Regions from separate parts of the Mus musculus genome. Here regions 2 and 3 are each linked to region 1. Evidence: chromatin contacts called from public HiChIP or PLAC-seq data. All regions are on one chromosome and are shown on one strand. The core of a region is the stretch at or near the end of the contact, and the rest is flanking DNA. Distances in the headings are between cores, read along the strand shown. Region 1 overlaps Dlgap2 (DLG associated protein 2). Region 2 overlaps Dlgap2 (DLG associated protein 2). Region 3 holds the start of Erich1 (glutamate rich 1).

Region 1 (2,700 bases), core at 60-2,559:
TCTCCAAGAGCAGTTGGTGCTCTTTAACTGCTGGGTTATTTCTCCAGCCCAGATTTACTGTACGCATATCATGAATATTAAAGCAAGGTTTTGCTGTGGCTACTCCTTTACACTGAGTAACCTCAACACAGATTCCCCACTGGGGTCCGGAAGCACATTCCCTCAGACCAGTAGCAGCACACTATAAACTTTGCAGCTTAAATGGTTGAGCCACAACGTACTTTAAAGGAGTATGTTAGTCTAATTTGGTCCAAACATAGTGTGTCCTGTCCTAAGCCAGTACTATGAATAGTGAATTGTCTAGCAGAAACCCTGCCTTTTCCAAGTGAGCTGTCAGGCCACTGGAGTAATTCAGGGAGATCCAGGGAGGTTTTTCTAGGACAGTATTTCTGAATGTCTCCTGCAGTATTTGCACAGTGGCCAGGCTCAATGGCTATTCTCTTATCCTTGGTCATCACCAGCCACTGTCTCTGTAGACATGTCGGTGGAGGAATCCAAAGCTCTAATAAACCCAAGCTCTTTGGTTATTCTGCATGTGCTTTTAGAGAAAGTTACTTTGCTATTATGAGGTTTTAGGCATAGTCCTTTGGCCATCCACTGGGCACATAAGGTTCTCATTATCTTTACCAGATCACACCCTTAACTCTACTAGGATTCTTGTGTGTAATGTTTGCCTCCTCGGGTGGAGTTTCTGTACTTCAAACATAAGTGATCAGGTTATTTTCTACCAGGACACCTGCAACTGAAGCAGGTGTAAGGATGTGTAGATGCCAGCGGTCTCTGGTCTGCCCTCCCATTCCCCCTCCTGCTTACAGTTGGTTCTTAGCCCAGTCCGGTATACTGAAAGATTGGAGTGGAAGGCTTGCCTCTTTCCCCTGCAACTTCTCAGATGCCAGGGCGCTTGGAATCTTCAGCATGAGTTGCTCGTGTAGACGGGCCTCTCCGAACACCCTGCCCACTCACTTTTATGAAGACCTGTGTCGTCAGCTCTGTGACGCTTCGTAGGAAGTTGCCCATTTATGGCTACTAGAGCAAATGATATCATCACAATAGGTGGCTCCTGTCTAAATAGGGATCGTTTGTGAAATGAGATTATAGGCATTTATCTGAAAGAGCAAGAGACAGAGCACCTGCTCTCCGTAATTGCTGTCCCGGGGGACAGCACTGTGCTCTAATCAAGGCGTCCATCTCCATGGCTAATTTTGTTACCAGCAGAGAGCTTGCGTTTAGCGCTCAGTGCCAGGCAGCCCCCATATCCACATGGAATCCACTCCAGATCCATGTTTTCTATTACGCTTGAATATATGGGACATGCATAGGGATCCTATGCCCGCCACCGTGCTGCAGTGTGCCTGTTTTGCAGAGTACCGTGGATGCCTAGTCCAAGCCGAGGCTGACTGGAGCTGTGACCACTCACTTGGTCACCCTGGCCTCCTCCTTCCTTTGCAGCGAGGTTGAAGTGCCTCTGCGTGCATAGCTTCCCATCTGCTGTGGAGCTGCCTTGCACTTCACATTCGGATGCTGCAAGGCGTGCAGCAGGAGTCTCGCTTCGGTAAGTCAAAGGTGACTCATTTCTCACTTTCCCTGTGTCTTGGATGTAGACTTTACTAGTTCCGTGGCCTCTGGGAAATGATACTTAACTGATCAGCACTCGACCAGCTAAACCGACAGCTGCTTACCTCTCTGTACTTTGCAGCATGTTTTTTTTTTTTTATGTTTTTTTTTTTTCTTTCATTGCTCTGTTTCATAGACCTAGGGTTGTACTGCTTTCGTAAGTGAAATACTCATGTCTTGATAGATGGTAGTGACAGCCAGGAGACAGCACTGCAATCCAGGGAGCATCCTCCATTCTCTGGGGGGACTTGGGGGAGATGGTCTTGCACAGCAATCCAGGACCATAGCATTGTCCTAGGCAGACAAGTTCTGTCTCTAATTAACCATCATTTCGATAGTCACCAGATACTGGAGCAGTCTGTAATGCAAGCACTGTTTTGGCTGGCTCTCCTTTTATTTCAGCAAAGATGTGGCAACTGGGCTGTGGGTTCCGTGATCCCCTGGGAATGAGTAAATCCAGGGACCTTAGGTCATTAAACCTGTGTTTCATAGGCTAGCAAGAGAGAGAAGCCTGCGGAGAGGGCTTCCTTTGTGTGGCTGAGTGCAGTAAAGGGTTTTGAGCTCTTCCCAGCTGCAGTTGAATAGGATGAAAGAGGGGAGAGGTGCTGGGATGGACACCCGCTGGGAAGAGCTGTCTGTGCCCGGTCTTTATAACCAAAGCCCCTTCCAAAGCACTAATTTCGCGCTTACCCCAAGTAGCCCTCCTTGGCTTTGTAGGAGGAGATGGTGTGCAAGTGTCATGGACTTGCTGAGCTTTTGAATAAAGCGTGCTTTGGAGTGCACAGTCTGACAGGGAGCTCTGAGAACCCAGCCAACTGCTTCACACCAGCCAGGAAGGTTTTTTTTTTTTTTCCCCTTTGCAGCGAGGAACTGTGTAGCTGGTCCAGCTGATGTGGCTGGTCCCCAGCCTCCTCTGGGTGAGCGAGCCACAGGGATGAAGATGAGGTGTGCCTGGTGTGGTCTTTCTCCGCACACTTCCTTCTCACTCTGCCTTGACATGTTCCGTTTTATTCTTGCTTTCCCTCTGGAAAGGAAACACTCCTCTCCAAAGAGCACGGCCACATCTGGCCACATCTGGCCCCTTCC
Region 2 (2,700 bases), core at 109-2,608, 260 kb after region 1:
TATGCATATACATATATACATATATGAGATACATATAACTAAGAAGGCCAGGCAAACATTTGCTTCTCTCCATACTATATGTTATATAATGTAATCACCTGTTTCAGTTGTTCTTTATGTGTGTGGTGACTCCATCTACAAAATATGACCGCCATTACATCCATCCCATAAGCTCTTTGATGCTTGTCAGCAACCCCGATCCCACAGCCTTCAGACAGGCTAGTCACCGCACAGAGATCAGGAGGACTTGAACCTGGTATTCTGAACCTGCAGTACAGTTTCCGCACACACCCTTGTGACAGGCACAGATGTCTGTCCCCACCCATCCCCCCTTGGCGAAGACATTTGTGAAGATCAGCTGTGAAACGAAGACTGCCACACATAACATTCTTCACGGATTTGTTTTGCTTTCTCCACAAAAGCGGCTGCCAAATTTAGCCTGAGAAATGGCCTCTGCGTTCCAGAGCTGCTCCAAGCTTCAGATAAACACGCAGACAGGCTGCACACATTGAATTCAAGGGGTTAGAGGCCATAGATGAGCCCTGTTGAGGAGACGGGCCTTGTCTAAACATTTGTTTTTAATTGCCCCGTGAAGATCCGGGGGACATATTCTTTTAAAACTGCTGTCTGAGGGACAAAAGAGATGAGAGGCGAGTGAAAGATGTTGAAGTTATTAAACCTTATCTTCTTTTTATATTTCTAAATTCAGGACTGTTTATTAATGGGGAAAAAAGTACATGTTTTAAGGCATCATATTGAAAGTACTTGTACCACGCTGCTCTCTTCTGTATGCATCATATTGGCAATGTTGTGATTTGGGGGAACAAAAGAACGGGGCAGCCGTGGCCCATTCACCCCACTGCCTGTTGCCTGCAGATACTTGGAATTCCCTCTGTGCTCTGAGATCTGATTCAGAGTAGTGGGCTATCATAACCCAGTGCTGGGACCTGGGAATCTGGATCATGAGGTGTGACTTGACTGTGCCAAGGACATGAAACTAGCCCATGAATACTCAGATTCCTATGTCAAGGGTTGTGTGTCCTTCTGTATAGACAGCACCCTATGATCCAACCAGGTTTCACCCCCCTACAGACTTTCAACAGCAATTGTCCGAGCTCTCAGAAGCAGGCAAGGGGGGACAGACAGACCGTGAAGTAAATTCCAATTCCCTGCTCTCTTGTTCCATAAGATCTAATGACTTTAGGCTCTAAACTCTCAAAAGATTTCCTTGGATATAAGCCCCCAATCACTCTGCCTGTTTTAGATCTCTTGAGAGGGTTCCTGTGCAGTTTTCACTGTGAGGCAGGGCCAGCCACGGGCTGCACATGACTCTGGCGGAGAGTAAACAAGTGTGTTCGCTGGCTCCCCAGGGTCTCACTGCACAGACAGCTGGCCAGGGCCTGGTACTACAGCACATTTCAAAGAATACTTTGTAGAAGGACTCTGGAACCAGCCCATAAGTCTACGTTAGAAAGACGTGGATGACACTGTCAGCCAGTCACACTTGATGGCCTGTGAGCCCTGGGTGTCACCCAGCTAGCCCACACGCTTAGTGCAGAGTTGTCATCAACTCAGCAGAACTCCTGACCTCTGGACACTGCAAGCGGCAGACTGGGCAGTCTGGCCTTCTTCAAACATACATCCAGGCGAGATGCTCAGAACTGTATCACAGGCAGAGGAGAACCCAAACTGGATTTCTGTGCTGGGAGATGAAGCCACTTGGGCAGCAGGTAGAGCAGGCCTGTGTGCTGCCCTGCTTCTCACCAGGAGAGTGTAAGCTGGGACTGACTTGGGGCTCCCAGGAACCCTAGACCTATCAGAAACAGGGAATGATTCTGCCCTGAGAGCCACACGCTCAAACCCTATACGCAAATATGGGGTTTTCTTCAGAGAAGAAAAGCAGAGTGGGAAACTTACCAAGCCCTGGTTTGTTTGTTTTTTTCCAAACCATTTCTTGCAGGTCATTGAAGAAACAGTGCCCAGTTGGGTCTGCGCTCGGACATTGGGGTAAAGCTTGGGAGAGTTAAGATGGGGCTATTTGCTGGGATGAAACTGTCCACAGCTCGGCTGGGCCATCTTCTTACTCAGGCTGACCCTAATTAAACATGGAGCAGACAGACTGGCTCCCAAGAAGATTTGCTATGTGTCCCCAGCAGCCATAGACTATGGAGAGGACCCTTGTATTGGGGCTGAGTGATGGAGACACTCAAGGAATACCTGAGTTAGAGTCATGGGTAGGACACACACAGTCAGACCGGGTTCTCACCACCTGCAGAGCCAGCTCTCTTCAGGGGTGGGGGCTTGTAACCCTTCTGCATAACAGTCACACAGCCTTGAAAAGCTACAAAAGAATGTGAGGCATCTGGACAGACAAAGGCATTCTGTAAACATGGCGTACCTCCACACACCTCCTTCCCCCTTGTCTTAGTCAGGTTTCTATTCCTGCACAAACATCATGACCAGGAAGCAAGTTGGGGAGGAAAGGATTTATTCAGCTTACACTTCCACACCTTGGTTCATCACCAAAGGAAGTCAGGACTGGAACTCAAGCAGGTCAGGAAGCCGGAGCTGATGCAGAGGTTATGGAGAGATGTTACTTACTGGCTTGCTTCCCCTGGCTTGCTCAGCTTGCTTTCTTATAGAACCCAAGACTGCCAGCCCAGGGATGGCACCACCCACAATGGGCCCTCCCACACTGAT
Region 3 (2,700 bases), core at 75-2,574, 290 kb before region 1:
CACCATGAGGCATCCTAGCTGGCCTTCTCAGGCTTAAATGCCTACTTCCAGGTTTATGTTTTGGGTTCACAAGCCCCACTCTTTGGAAAACACAGTATCCTTCAACTATTTACATTTTACCTGATAATTCTGTCATATAGTCTCTTCAACAGAAAAAGAGACTGTTTTCAGAGAGTAGTTTAGTGTCTGATTAAAACGACCAAAAGCTTTCCTGCATTTTACCTTAATTTACTGAGGTTAAAAAGAGTCTTAAAGTTGGCGAGGTGCTTTATAGATGATATAATTCCTTGCATTTAATGCCAAGTTTTGAAGCATCTCGAACATAGAAGGGAATTCAAGAAGAGAAAGCACAGGGTGTGGCGTCAACCCAGGAAACAGCTGAACCTATAAAGTGTTTGTATCCTCTTCCTTGCAAGGATTAGAAAAAGGTTTTGCTGCTCAGTAAAGAACACTTATGTTCATCTTGAAACACAACATCAGATCAGACTGTTTTGAAAGGGTTATATCTGTCCTTTCTGATCCCTGAGATCATCTTACTTCCAACCCCCCCCCCCGCCCCACCCCCATAAAGTTTGATGAAACTTAAGTCACTGAGGCTGAAGTGGAAAGTCGCTAGTTAAGGATGGGGACTATACTAATTTGTTCATGGTTTTCTTGCTTGCAGAGAAATTAGTTTCCTGCTTTTTAAGCAGATACTTATTAACTATATACAGTTGCCACTAGCCGTCTCCTCCACCTCCCTCCCATTTCACAAGAGAGAAGCATGTTTTAAACACAGAAAAGTCTCATATTCTCTACTCCTATCACATGAACTGCACTTCAGGACCTCAGGGTACTAACCCAGAGATGACTGCAGGCCTGGCTGCCCTAGGTAAAGGCAATCCTCCAGACTCTAGGTCTTGTGTCCTCCACCCACCACCCCAATCCCCATCCCCACGCGCCAGCTCCGCCCCAGCAAAGAAGATCCCAGAGTCCGGTGAGGCCTCTGCTCCACTAGTGTGGTCCAGGGAGAACGAAGGCCCCTAAAAGCTGCGACAGCGCCAGACCCAGCCAGCAGGAAGGGGAAGCCACCACAAGAAGGGTACCTCAGGGCCCAGCATGTCCCATCTTGCCCTAGACACTCAAGGTCCCTGTAGCCCCTACGATCCCTCAGTGCTCAGGGCCATCAGCCTACCACGTCCGCCACCCCTGGGTATCTCGGATCCAGTCTCCGTTCGCGTTCCGCGCTTCCTGCCTACCCTGCTTCCGAAGAGAAGACATACTGGACCCCAGCCGGGATCTCTGGCCCCAGCCGCCACCAGTCGCGCGGCGCTTCCGGATTCCTCTCGTGTAGGCCCGCCCACAATATTAGGAGTGCCTAATCCGGACCCGAATTCCCCGCCGCTGGATGTCAATCATCCATATTCGGGGGCGGATTGGTTCGTATGCGGCCCGGGCGTGGCTTAAACTCTGCCTCTAGGAGCCTGGCTCTGGAGCCTGCGCGGAAGGCAGACGGCCTGAAAGCTCTGCTCCTGTGGTTTGCGGTTTGCCCCTGTGATGGACGTGGGCCAAGACACAGCTGGGGACAGTACCGGCTCTGCACACTTGCGGAACTTGGAGTGCAAGCTGGAGAAAGGTTGCTGAGGAGAGAAGGAAGGTCTGGAGGCTTGAAGCAAGGCAAGGTTCCCCAGACACCTGCAATCCGTTCCGCGCGCCCCTCACCACGTCTGCCAGTTGTACCGCTGCACGGCTGGAGATGCTCCCATCTGTTTCGCGTCTACGAATCCCTCTCATTGTGTCGTCTTCCACTTTGCTTTTAGACCAGCTGTGTTACCGCGCTGGAGCCCTTGTTCCCTGTTGACATTGAGTCTTCACCCTTGAACTGCGTCTTCAGAAACATGACTGCCAAGTTCCTACATGGTCTGCAAGCTGGTGGTAACGTTCATGAAAGGTCAGATAGAGGAGCATGACCAAGAAGACTGTAAGGACCATATTCCAAAGAGATGGGCTCTTTGAAGGGAAATAATGCAGGAGCAAATGATTTGGGTTTCATCTTTGAGAAGATGAAAGAGGAAGACCTGATGTTATGAAGAGAATGCTCAAAACATTTTTAGAGCCTATCTAACGCAGGTTTGGATCTGGAAGGAGAGAAGGCGCGCGGTTGTTGCTATTGCAGGACTCTCTGGAACACTCACTCGGACATCAGTGAGAGTAGAAGCGAAGAGATGTCGCAGATGGACTCAAGCCAGGGTTGCTCCTGAAAGGCTTGGTTGGGCTCCAGTCTGTTGTTTGCGTTTTATACTCTAAAACCACAAGGTGGGGTGGGCAAGCAAGCGAAATTTTACAGATGCCTAAGAGGCAGTCAGCAGGTTGTTAAGGGTAACATAGCCCAATGTTTCTGCTATTTCTCCAGGTCGTTATGTTCCAAGTAGCCAGTAAAGACATGCTTGTCAAATAAGCAGGACAAGCAGTGCTTTGAATAAGTCATGAAATGAATCAATAAATCAGTATTTAATAATAGGTCTCTGCTGCTTTCTTCTACTTTACTGGTAAAGATCATGGAAGAAGCAACTTCAAACGGAGATGTGTAAAATTGATGCATTGAGCTTCGAAGTGAAATGACCCAATGTAAATGTCAAGGAAGTGGCTTCTGTCTCTCGGTTAAAAGGAGGTTGTAGCAGATGAAGCAAAAGTCCATTGCTAGCCCATTGCCATAAGGGA

What was found. HiChIP or PLAC-seq counts read pairs in DNA pulled down with a chosen protein or histone mark.
Region 2: a contact with region 1 is called in an H3K4me3 HiChIP or PLAC-seq map of neural tube, with 5 times the contacts expected there. The contact joins two enhancer-like sites. A contact is called at or near these places in 1 of 15 datasets of contacts at CTCF or cohesin (the NIH/3T3 cell line), 3 of 484 Hi-C or Micro-C datasets (lens fibers, nephron progenitors and uterus), 8 of 115 datasets of contacts at active chromatin or transcription factors (astrocytes, differentiating embryonic stem cells, embryonic fibroblasts and 5 more) and 1 of 9 other capture datasets (embryonic stem cells).
Region 3: an H3K4me3 HiChIP or PLAC-seq map of forebrain shows a contact between it and region 1, with 4 times the contacts expected there. The contact joins the promoter of Erich1 here to the enhancer-like site in region 1. A contact is called at or near these places in 1 of 39 promoter capture datasets (hippocampal neurons), 2 of 484 Hi-C or Micro-C datasets (both in cortical neurons), 5 of 115 datasets of contacts at active chromatin or transcription factors (PVALB interneurons, SST interneurons, embryonic forebrain and 2 more) and 1 of 9 other capture datasets (adipose tissue).

Annotation. Positions count from the first base shown.
Region 1 is chr8:14,380,637-14,383,336 of GRCm38.p6, forward strand. All of the region lies in intron 3 of Dlgap2 (DLG associated protein 2), which reads left to right. Among named protein-coding and RNA genes, the nearest start is that of Gm26184, 110 kb to the left of the region's middle. Within about 2 kb of position 1,310, at least 72 of the 459 cell types and tissues checked have an H3K27ac peak or open chromatin away from gene starts, as enhancers often do. A contact at or near this core is called in PVALB interneurons, SST interneurons, cortical neurons and 4 more, where this site is marked.
Region 2 is chr8:14,637,828-14,640,527 of GRCm38.p6, forward strand. All of the region lies in intron 4 of Dlgap2 (DLG associated protein 2), which reads left to right. Among named protein-coding and RNA genes, the nearest start is that of C030037F17Rik, 130 kb to the right of the region's middle. Within about 2 kb of position 1,359, at least 53 of the 459 cell types and tissues checked have an H3K27ac peak or open chromatin away from gene starts, as enhancers often do. A contact at or near this core is called in neural tube, where this site is marked.
Region 3 is chr8:14,089,003-14,091,702 of GRCm38.p6, forward strand. Erich1 (glutamate rich 1) reads right to left here and starts at 1,325. Exons shown (of 6, transcript NM_001034862.2): 1 at 1,239-1,325. The coding sequence starts at 1,260.